Linked DNA regions of Mus musculus: regions 2 and 3 are each linked to region 1. Evidence: chromatin contacts called from public HiChIP or PLAC-seq and Micro-C data. All regions are on one chromosome and are shown on one strand. Each heading gives the region's core, a stretch centred on a gene start, on an enhancer-like site or on the middle of the called end of the contact. The rest is flanking DNA. Distances are from core to core; before and after follow the strand shown. Region 1 holds the start of Rsad1 (radical S-adenosyl methionine domain containing 1). Region 2 holds the start of Xylt2 (xylosyltransferase II). Region 3 overlaps Abcc3 (ATP-binding cassette, sub-family C (CFTR/MRP), member 3).

What was found. Hi-C and Micro-C count contacts between places; a contact is called where the count stands out from the background. HiChIP or PLAC-seq counts read pairs in DNA pulled down with a chosen protein or histone mark.
Region 2: a Micro-C map of embryonic stem cells shows a contact between it and region 1, with 1.8 times the contacts expected there. The contact joins the promoter of Xylt2 here to the promoter of Rsad1 in region 1. A contact is called at or near these places in 2 of 39 promoter capture datasets (liver and pre-B cells), 1 of 15 datasets of contacts at CTCF or cohesin (embryonic stem cells), 8 of 484 Hi-C or Micro-C datasets (CD4 T cells, embryonic stem cells, erythroblasts and 2 more), 1 of 115 datasets of contacts at active chromatin or transcription factors (embryonic stem cells) and 2 of 9 other capture datasets (liver and pancreatic islet).
Region 3: a contact with region 1 is called in an HNF4G HiChIP or PLAC-seq map of pancreatic cancer cells. The contact joins the enhancer-like site here to the promoter of Rsad1 in region 1. A contact is called at or near these places in 4 of 39 promoter capture datasets (the 3T3-L1 cell line, cranial neural crest, maxillary cranial neural crest and 1 more), 1 of 15 datasets of contacts at CTCF or cohesin (the NIH/3T3 cell line), 4 of 484 Hi-C or Micro-C datasets (bone marrow-derived macrophages, embryonic stem cells and retina), 4 of 115 datasets of contacts at active chromatin or transcription factors (embryonic basal ganglia, embryonic hindbrain, pancreatic cancer cells and 1 more) and 5 of 9 other capture datasets (adipose tissue, embryonic stem cells, liver and 2 more).

What each region holds. Positions count from the first base shown.
Region 1 is chr11:94,547,889-94,551,549 of GRCm38.p6, reverse strand. It overlaps Rsad1 (radical S-adenosyl methionine domain containing 1), which reads left to right and starts at 2,343. Exons shown (of 9, transcript NM_001013381.2): 1 at 2,343-2,567; 2 at 2,946-3,079; 3 at 3,187-3,391. The coding sequence starts at 2,433.
Region 2 is chr11:94,676,219-94,679,877 of GRCm38.p6, reverse strand. Xylt2 (xylosyltransferase II) reads left to right here and starts at 2,385. Exons shown (of 11, transcript NM_145828.3): 1 at 2,385-2,605. The coding sequence starts at 2,471.
Region 3 is chr11:94,364,231-94,367,541 of GRCm38.p6, reverse strand. Abcc3 (ATP-binding cassette, sub-family C (CFTR/MRP), member 3) reads left to right here. Exons shown (of 31, transcript NM_001363187.1): 12 at 2,313-2,516; 13 at 2,623-2,769; 14 at 3,103-3,190. Among named protein-coding and RNA genes, the nearest start is that of Gm51871, 14 kb to the right of the region's middle. Within about 2 kb of position 2,046, at least 20 of the 459 cell types and tissues checked have an H3K27ac peak or open chromatin away from gene starts, as enhancers often do. A contact at or near this core is called in pancreatic cancer cells, where this site is marked.

The DNA of each region.
Region 1 (3,661 bases), core at 1,094-3,593:
TTACAGCCCATACCCACAATGACATACCTACTCCAACAGGGCCACACCTCCTAATAGCGCTACTCCTATTATCACACTTATTGTCCACCCTTCGGTGGGTTTGCATTCCTTTCTACTTTAAAAGATGCATAAAAGGAGACCGGTGAGAGGGATCAGTGGGTAAAAGACACTTATCAAGCTTGATGCTCTGAGTTTGACTTTTGGGACCCCCAAAATAGAGGCAAGGAACTAAATCCCTTGGTTTGTCTTCTGATCTTAAGCATTGTAGTATGGGTGCCCGTACACATGCACACACAAATAAACAAAATGAAAAAATGCAAAAAAAAAAAAAAAAAACCACAAGTATCAGTCATAGCAAGATGGTAGTGAAGGGATTTTGACCTGCCGTTTCTAAAACCAGCTCTCTTCTCCTAACACCGTCTGCCTCCTGAGCCATTAGATCATTGGCAAGAGATGTGACTCTCTTAGACCTAGCTGTCTGAAGTAGGTTTAATTTTCACTGGCTTAGCCCCATGGACAGAGCATTCAGTCCTGTTACATGAAGAGTGTGTATTACAGCAAGGGAGAGAAGAAGGCCAGGATGTCCTGAGGCTGGTGCCCTAGGCTTGGGAGGGCGCCTGGTGTAGATAGAGCCTCATCTGTGTGTGCCCCACTCCAACCGCAGCTGAAGGACAGGAAAACAGCACTCCCTAAGTTGTATGCTCTAGAGCCACATAGTGCTGGGCTAACACACTGAAAGACAATCCTTCTTCTAGAGGGGACCAGAACAGAGAGTGTGGCCTGTTCTGACTGGTTCTTCCTGGATGCTGTACTCCGAACACCTTACTTTCTTGAGGAAGAACTGCTTTACGACAACTCGACTCCAAAGCCCATGATCGTTCCATTCTGGGGCATAGCTCCTCCAAGCCCCTCACATGTGTCCTGCCTCTCCTGCACACACCATTGCTGCGACCTCTTCCATCTGATGCCAAGGACTGGCCTGACTCAGAGACCACAGCCCACCCTCCCTGCCAAGCCAGTTCCCAGTGGAATTCTTTTCTTCTCTTTCCCCTCCCTCCCTTCCTTTAAAAAAATATTTATTTTATTTCATGTGTTTTGCCTGCATATGTCTGTGCACCATGTGCATGCTGGAGGAAGTCTGGAGTTTCCGACTTACAGATGGTTGTTAGCCACAGTGTGTGGGTGCAGGGTCCTCCGCAAGAGCCGATAGTGCTCTTAACTGCTGAGCCAGCCCCTCCAGCCCTGCTTCCTTTTTTCTGAAACATTGTCTCATGCAGTCAGCCAGACCTGGATTATAGGGCTGTTCTGCCACACATGACTTTTTTTTCTTTTTTTTAAACAAAGTTTTATTTATATTTAAATTTTATTTATTTTTAAATATATGTGTTTGTACGCCTGCGTGCCAGAAGAGGTCATTAGGTCACTTTATAGATGGTTGTGAGCCACCATGTGGTTGCTGGGACAGCCTCAGGTTTTACTTTCTCTCTCTCTCTCTCTCTCTCTCTCTCTCTCGTTTGTTTAAACGTAATTGGGTATTTTGCCTGTATGTATGTATGTATGTATACAGTATTTATGCCACAATTATTGATTTTATTATTGTATCTGTGTGTATTATGTGCACACATGAGTTTGCTAGAAGGTGCACCCATGGAGGCAAAAGGACCACTATGTGGAGCGAGGCTCTCTCCCACTACATATTTGGCATCCAGGGACCATTCTGCTTTGTAGGGCAACTGTCCGTTCCTTGCTGAGCCATCATGTCTTTCCCCCTCTTTTGTTTCTATGAGATAGGCTCTCACACTGTAGCCCAGGCTGGCTTGGAACTCCCACAATCCTCCGGGAGTTCTAGTATTCCAGGTGTGAGCCACCGCCCCTGGCTTCCAACGATTTTCTGTTCCTCTAATACCCAGCCCGTGAGCTTCCTTTCCGCTGACTCCCACGCACACTTCTGTAGGCCCACCAGCTCACAGCCAGTTACCTAGTACCGAATTAACTCTTAACTTGGTTAGTGTCTCCCCTGCCAGTTAGACTGACCTGATTTTAGTAGGCCTGGCTTTCAGATCTGAGCCAGGTACACACCAATCTAAGTAACTGACTGAAAAAAACCCAAACAAACAAAGAAATCTTGTATGAGTCAATAAAGTCGCTCTGACACAGGGAGCCAAGAGGCTGGCGGGGCATTCTGCGTCCTTGGCAAAAGATAGACTGGCTGTGTCCTTGAGAACGAATAGGCTGTGTGTGCAACAGTGTCCACCAGGTGGCGCCGCAGACACGAGGCCGTGGGCTCTCTAGCCACTCCGGGAGAGGCAATACGAGGTCACGCAGCCCCTCTGACTTCCGCCAGGGCTATCCACGCGGCCCAGCCCCGGGTACACCCCTGCTGGGCACGCTGTCGAGGTCTCGCATCCCTCCTTTCTGCCGCCTTGCGCGCCATGGTTCCCTCCGGGGTCCGGACCGGCAGATGGGTGGCAGCGGCCAGGGCGGCCCAGCGGCGCCCCCGTGTGGACAGCTTGGGACAGCCTCCGAGTCCTGAGTCCGCGAGCACGCGTGCGGCGCTTTACGTGCACGTGAGTGAGTAGGGGAGAGCAGAAGGAGGCGGTGGCCGTGGCTGTTCCGTTCATAGCCCACATGCACGCTGTCCGTGCCTAACATTACATCTGGTACAACATCTGCCCGCGTCATTCGCCACCGGAATAAGTGTTTGGCCAAAAACCTCAAGTCTGGTGCTTACTAGCTGGGTGTCCCTCTTGGAACCTGTTTTGTCTCACGAAAGTGGGCATAGTAATCTCATCGCCATCTGCCCACGGGACGCAGAGTGGCTTAGTTGTCGCAACCACCGCTGACCAACCTCAGAATGGGAACGGGGATGTGTGAGATAAACCCTGGAAGTGGCCTGGGCAGCCCAGAGCCCCGCCTTAGCTCACACACGCATCCCCTGTCCCCAGTGGCCTTATTGCGAGAAACGCTGCAGCTACTGCAACTTCAATAAGTACATCCCCCGCGGCGTGGAGGAGGGGACCGTGCGGAATTGCCTGGTGACTGAGGCAAGGACGCTGCTGCGGCTCAGCGGGGTGCAGAGGTCAGTACTGGGGACATTAGACAAGGTCTTGGGCGGAGAGGACACTACAGGAGGATGTTCCCCAAGGGTTTTCCCCGGGGTTTTATGTCTCCATCCTCTTCCTCCAGAGTAGAGTCTGTGTTCTTTGGTGGAGGAACCCCGAGTCTGGCCAGTCCCCACACTGTGGCTGCTGTCCTGGAGGCTGTGGCTCAGGAAGTCTACCTGCCTGCCGATTCGGAAGTCACCTTGGAGGCTAACCCCACTTCAGCCCCAGGTCCTAGGCTGGCAGCTTTTGGAGCAGCAGGAGTGAACAGGTTGTCCATTGGTTTACAGGTGACCTACCTCACTCACCCTACCCCAGTGCTCCCAGATCCTAGGATGGTGTTTAGTCATTGAGAAAACATTTCTGGGCACCAGGGTCTAGTACACAGTAGATTGTGTAGTGACACTTTTCTTACTGTTTGTCTCTTGACATATTGGCCCATACACTTCCTGAGGCAGGCTTTGGCATCATCATCATCAACATCATTATTGTTATTATTATTATTATTAATGTCTTCGTTATTTTGAGACAGGGTACCCTATAGCTCAGGCTAGCCTCAA
Region 2 (3,659 bases), core at 1,136-3,635, 130 kb before region 1:
TCAAAAGTTCAACATATCCTGGGCTACATAGTTACAGGTCAGCCTGGGCTTCGTGAAACTTTGTTTCAGAGAAGATACAACAAAAACAAAGCCATGCGTGCAGGCTCACAGAGAGTCAGCATAGCATAATTTGAATGGTAATTACTCTCTGGGTTGCAAGTGATTCTTAGACAGTGAAAGCTCCTGTGACTACTGTTGCTATGATCAAGGGAAAGAAAGCTGTTTTCCTCGCTGGGGAAAAGTATCGGCAGGTAGCAGTCTCTAGGATCTGATTTAATGTACACACAGGTCGATATTTAATTAACATATCAATTGTTGGCATGTCAACTGATGTTTTTCCAAATCCTTGAAGGCTTAAATTCTCCTAAGTACCCAAAGTGTCATCTGAAACATTGTTTACAATTTCCCTTTTTAACAAGGCACAAACTGGGAGAGGCTTAGAGAAAGTTTACAGAGGTCCATCAAATGACTACACTGCTACATCATTTTCTTTGGTCTGCCCTTTAACCACTCTCCCTTTTGTCTTTAACTTCCTTGTTTATTTTTGTCTGTTTGTTTGTTTTGTTTTTGAGACAGGATTTCTCTGTTGTAGCCCCAGCTGTCCTGGAACTCACTTTGTAAGCCAGCCTTGGCTCAAACTCAGAGTTCCTCCTGCCTCTGCCTCCTAAGTGCTGGGTTATATTAAAGGCACTCACCATCATGCCGTGCTTGTTTCTAAAATTTTTGGACTTTCCTTTTCTTTGGATATAATCTCTTTTCCTAGACCTATTGATTGTGTTTTTTAAATTTTTTTCAATTTAATTTATATGATTTTTTTTCATGTATGTGTGTGTGGAGGTGGGGTCTTATGTGCAGCTGTGCATGCATATCAGAGGTCTGTTTCTCAGAGGCCACCTACTTTGTGATTTTAAGATGAACTCCAGGCTGGCTGGCCAGCCAGCCTCAAAGATACACCTATCTATCTCCCCAGTGCTGGATTTACAATAAAATACTACCACTCCAGGCTTTTTATGTAGGTGCTGGGGACTGAACTTGGGTCCTCACTGAGCCATCTCTTACAGTGGTTCCAAAATCTTCTTTATAACCTTATCACCCTTCCATTCCACGGATGTATAAATTCTTTATGATGCCTTGGGCCTGTTATCCTAGCACTCTGGAAGTGGAGGCGGGTAGATCAGAAGTTCAAGGTCAACCTCAGCTGTATTTTGCTGGCCTGGGATACACGAGACACTATCTCAGACAAACGAAGACAAACTTCTGTTTTGCACTTGGGAGGTAATGATGGGAGAGTCAAGAATTAAAAGCTACTGTAGACAATAAATACTTTACCAAGTTGGTGAGAGTCCTAGTGTAAGGCAGATCAGGCCAGGTAGCACAGCAAGGCAACTGGATCAAATAGCTCGCTTGTTTGTTTACTTAAAATGTGAAGCGTTTCTGCTGTGGGTTTTGTTGCCTCTAGTCACCTTGCTCTGGCAGGCACCTTCTTACCTCCTTCCACTGCCCACCGTGGTCTGCTGGGATCAGGTGAGGCCCCGGGTGTGTTTAGTCCTTACTGGACACGGCTCTTGAACACGCCAGAAAGCAGTATGGTCAACCAGGTGGGTTCTCTCAGCTCCCTACTCTCCTAACATTTACTGAGCTTTAAAGCTGAGGGCCAAGGCTTCAATGGCGAACGAGGCACGTTCGCAGAGAAATTACCACCAGATGCTTAAATTGTGCTAGCGAGGCACAAGCCAAGATGTCACTGATGGGGTGGAGCGAAAACAGCATATGCTAAGGTCTGGTGGGTCTCCAAGCGTGATCCCAGAGCAGCAGCAGCAGCGGAACTTGTTGAAAAATTTAATTCTCGGAGGTTCTAAACTCCAGGAGTGAGAACTGGCGCTGTTTTTTAAATCATCTTCCAGGAGATTCTGACGTAAGCTAGAAGTTGAGAGCCACAACACCAGCAGAGGCCTGAGGATGCTTGGGATGAGAGGTTGCAGAGTGGCAAGTCAATTTCGTGAAGAGCCTCAGAAGTCAGTCAAGGGCCTATGCTTTGTCTTCAGGGATGCGGCCTTCAGATTTTAGGCAGGGCAGGTGGTACTCACACGTCTTGAGAGTGCCAGCATTTCCCAGGGGTGGGGGCCAGCTGACTCCCCCTCCCCCCATGCCCTGCGACACCAGAGCGGTCAGGCCGCAGATCCTCCGCACTCCGGGACAATGCTTTTGCGGTCAGGAAATGATTCTTCCACAGGCAGACACTCATAGAGATGTGGAAAAGACCCCAAGCACAAGACTCAAACCTTGGAGACAGAAACGAGCGGACCGCCTACTGCCCCACGCCCAGCCCACGAGAGGGTGGGGCCTCGGGCCCCGCCCTTTGCCCGCCCATCTGGGCGGAGTGAGGAGGGACTCCGGGGCCCCGCGCCTGTGCGCACGCCCGCGGCCGGTTTGCAGGGCCGGACGCGCGCCCCGCGTCCCGGGCAGGAAGATGGTGGCGAGCGCGCGGGTGCAGAAGCTGGTGCGGCGCTACAAGCTGGCGATCGCCACCGCACTGGCCATCCTGCTGCTGCAGGGCCTGGTGGTGTGGAGCTTCAGCGGCCTGGAGGAGGACGAGCCGGGCGAGGTGCTCCGACGGCCGTGCGGGCGGGCAGGCCGGGCGCGGGGGCGCGCGGGGTCCTGGCGGGGCTGCGGGCGGCCCCGGCCAGGCAAGTGGGGCACGGGCCGCGTGCGAGCAAGGCGCAGGCAGCCTGCTGGAGCCCAGCCTCCGGTCCCCAACGCTCCCTTTACTGGAGGGCCTGGCTGGCTGCGTGAGGGAGCGGTGCGTGACTCGGAGGTCGAGGCGGCCGGCGAACTGGGGGGCGCGAAGGGATGAGCGGGACATGGTGGGATGGTCTCCGTCCCGGGGAACGATGAAGGTCAGGCTCGGGGATCTGGGCTGGGAGGAGCGACTGGGCCCCAGCCTGCTCGGAGGTGGGGAGCCTCAGGCCAAACTTTCTGAAGTTGGGAGGGGGCGGTGGTGTACGTGCTGTGGGCGGAAGAGTGGGGGCCAAGGGACCCTGGGCATTCGTGTTGAGCTGCGCCTGAGAAGCAGCGACTGGTGGTGAAGTGGAGCTCAGGGGGTGGAATTATGGCCTGTGACAAAGTGTATACACGGGAATAGAGTGAACAGGAGTCACCCCAAGGGAAAAAAAATACTGAAGTGTTCTCAAGGCGTGGCTTTCTCAGCCAGGGAAGAACCCTGGTGGATCTTCAGGAGGGGATGGGAATGGAAGGTGAACTGTTGAGTTGGCCTCAGGACATCAAAGGAGGAAAGAGGCATCTCTGGCTCTGGGGTAATGGAGGAGCAGCTGTGAGCTCCAGACCCTGACCCCAGGGATCTGCTTTCTCTTCACTGGTGCTTTTAGTTGCAGACTCAGACACACCCTCCTGGTTGTGTGGTTAGGAGGGGTCCAGTGGGGTCTAGGTCCGTTCTGGAAAGGTGGGGAGGGTCAGTCAAATCAAAGCCCTAAACTGTGGACAGAGATTAGGGGTTCTTGCTTCTGCCCCCCGCCCCCTTGTCCCTGTGTCTCCAAGGCTTCGGGACAGAGGCTCTCTTGTCACATCCTTTTGGGCTTTACCTGGTAGGGTGAAGAAGGCATGGAGCCTAGAAGCCTTCCCTTCCTGCACCTGGTCAGTCC
Region 3 (3,311 bases), core at 797-3,296, 180 kb after region 1:
GGAGGGGTACCAAGAACCAGTTCATCTTGTACTATCTGGGCTTCTCCACTCCCTCTACTGAATGGGGAAAGCCACAGCCCCTTGTACAAACTTTACCCCTCTCAATCCCTATCATTGTAATGACAGTCTAATTTCACAGCAATGAGACCAAGGCCAGAGTAACTGAGGCAGTCCAGAGACAGGTAGAGCAGTTACTCAAATGTGTTCCCACTTTATAGTGATAAGAGTTGATAACCAGGGGCTGGAGAGATGGCTCAGCAGTTAAGAGCACCGACTGCTCTTCCAGAGGTCCTGAGTTCAATTCCCAGCAACCGCATGGTGGCTCACAACCATCTGTAATGGGATCTAATGCCCTCTTCTGGTGTGTCTGAAGAAAACAATGGTGTACTCATATATATATATATATATATATATATATATATATATATATATATATATATATATATAAAATCAATCTTTAAAAAAAAAAAGAAAAAAAGAGTTGATAACCAGGCAGTGAATTATCCATCTGCAAATGATTACTGGTGTCTTCAGCAGCTCTCTCTACACATAGAATAAATGACAAACCACCTGAGACCACCATCTTAGTCATTGCCCTGTTGCTGGGAAGAGACACCATGACCAAGACAACTCTTATAAAAGAAAGCTGCCGGGGCCTAGCAAACACAGAAGTGGATGCTCACAGTCAGCTATTGGATGGATCACAGGGCCCCCAATGGAAGAGCTAGAGAAAGTACCCAAGGAGCTAAAGGGGTCTGCAACCCTATAGGTGGAACAACATTATGAACTAACCAGTACCCCAGAGCTCTTGACTCTAGCTGCATATGTATCAAAAGATGGCCTAGTTGGCCATCACTGGAAAGAGAGGCCCATTGGACTTGCAAACTTTATATGCCCCAGTACAGGGGAACGCCAGGGCCAAAAAGTGGGAGTGGGTGGGTAGGGGAGTGGGGGGGGGGAGTGTATTGGGGACTTTTTGGATAGCATTGGAAATGTAAATGAGGAAAATACCTAATTAAAAAAAATAATTCAAAAAAAAAGAAAGCATTTAACTGGGGGCTTACTTAGAGTTTCAGAGATGTAATCCATTATCATCATGGTAGGAAGCATGGCAGCAGGCTTGGCAGACATGGTGCTAGAAAAGTAGTTGAGAGCTACATTCTCATCCAAAGGGAGAGAGACCCTGGGCTTGGCATGGGCTTTTGAAACCTCAAAGCCCACCCCAAGGGACACATTCCCTCCAACAAGGCTATGCCTCCTAATCCTTCTAATCTTTTCAAACAACGCTACTCTCTGGTGACTAAGCATTCAAACATATTAGCCTATGAGGAGAAGGGGCTATTCTCCTTCAAACCACCATGACCACCCTCAAGGCTCCCTTGGTTCTTGCATGTCTACATTCCTAATCCTCATGGGATGACCACATTCCAGATGTGTGTACATCTGGGTGACTACATGGACTATTCTCTCTTCCTGGTATATTCCTCACTCTCTTTGCCTCTTTAACTCCTTCCCTTTCTTTATCTCTCAGCATAAGCATCACTTCTTTCAGAGAACTGCCTTGATTACCCCAAGGTCATTCCCCTGCCCTCACCTGTTTATCCCCTACCTGCATCCTGCTCCTTCCCTTTGGATCACAATTTTATTTCCAATTAAGTATCTATTTGGGGAAATATTTGTCGAGCAACATATAATAGCTACTTATAATAGAGGAAATAGTATGAGATGGTGTAGGCCCAGTTTGTTGTGAGACAGGTGCTTCTCCATGTAGTCCTGGCACTCACTCTGTAGACCAGGCTAGCCTTAGGCTTACACAGATCTGTCTGCCTCTACCATCAAACTGTCAACTGTATGAGGACCATCTCCTCTCAATTGCTCCTCATGATAGCCTGCATCTGGCACGTGGGTTGGCACATAGCCACTCAGTAAACAAGAGCTGAGTGTATAAATCCATGTGGTTATGTCAAGCCTTAGATTAGGATCTGAGTGAACAGGAAAACAATCTCTGCCCATGGGAGCCTCACAGTCTGACTGGGAGCATTGTGTAAATAGGTAGGGAATGGGAACGGAAGTCAAGGGTCAAGAATGCTGTCTGGCAAGGTTAGTGGTGGTGACACTAAACACGGAGCTGCTCTTCTGAGTCAGGGGACACAGGGGACACAGGGATGGGGTTGGGCACTGGAGGTGGGGTGGGGAGGCATGTCAAGCAACATGTAATAGCTACAATAGATGGTCTGGTACGGGAGGTGGGAGCCCAGTGGATAGGAGGTCTGGGGAGGGGAGAGGGTGAGCCACTGTTCCTTCCCTCACAGGTAAAGCAAATGAAGTTCAAGGACTCCCGCATCAAGCTGATGAGCGAGATCCTGAACGGCATCAAAGTGCTCAAGCTGTACGCTTGGGAGCCCAGCTTCTTGGAGCAGGTGAAAGGGATCAGGCAGAGTGAACTTCAGCTGCTCCGGAAGGGGGCCTACCTGCAGGCCATCTCCACCTTCATCTGGATCTGCACCCCATTTCTGGTGAGGCTCTCCACTGGCATGGGGTTCCTGTCAGTTGGTAGGCCAGCCCAGGTCTTGGGGTTCTCCGGGGAATTCCACCATGACACTCATTCCCCGTGTTATCCAGGTGACCCTGATCACCCTCGGAGTGTACGTGTATGTGGACGAGAGCAATGTACTGGATGCCGAGAAGGCCTTTGTGTCCCTGTCTTTGTTCAATATCTTAAAGATCCCCCTCAACATGCTGCCTCAGTTAATCAGTGGACTGACCCAGGTACCAAGGCAAGCGGGGTGTCTGTTGGACTTAGGATATGTGGGGAGGTCAAGCAGGATTCACTTAGGGTCAACGGATAATCAAGTGGGGAGAGGGCAGCAGGGAAAGCCATAAAAGTTAGTTACATGGGTGGTTTGGAGTCACAGGGCCTGAGTTTCTGACACAGACTCCTTTTAGCAAACAAGACCTTCTCTTCAGGCAGTGGGAGCCACGCAAGATTGGTTATAGGAGGGGGTCCCAGAATTAGTGAGTTGGTCCTCAGGGAGCCCTGCTTAGCCCCAGAAGTTGGGGACCCATGGAGCAATGGTGAGGCTAATCCACACCCTCCTGCAGGCCAGCGTGTCTCTGAAACGGATCCAGGATTTCCTGAACCAAAATGAACTTGACCCCCAATGTGTGGAAAGAAAGACCATCTCCCCAGGTCCCAACACTCTTACTCCAGGGCGGTCCTGCCCCAAGCTTTCTAAGACTCCTCCTCTGATCCCCTCTTCTCCCTGAACTCTGAAGCCCCTCTGTTGATCAGTTCTCCTTTTCTCCTCCCC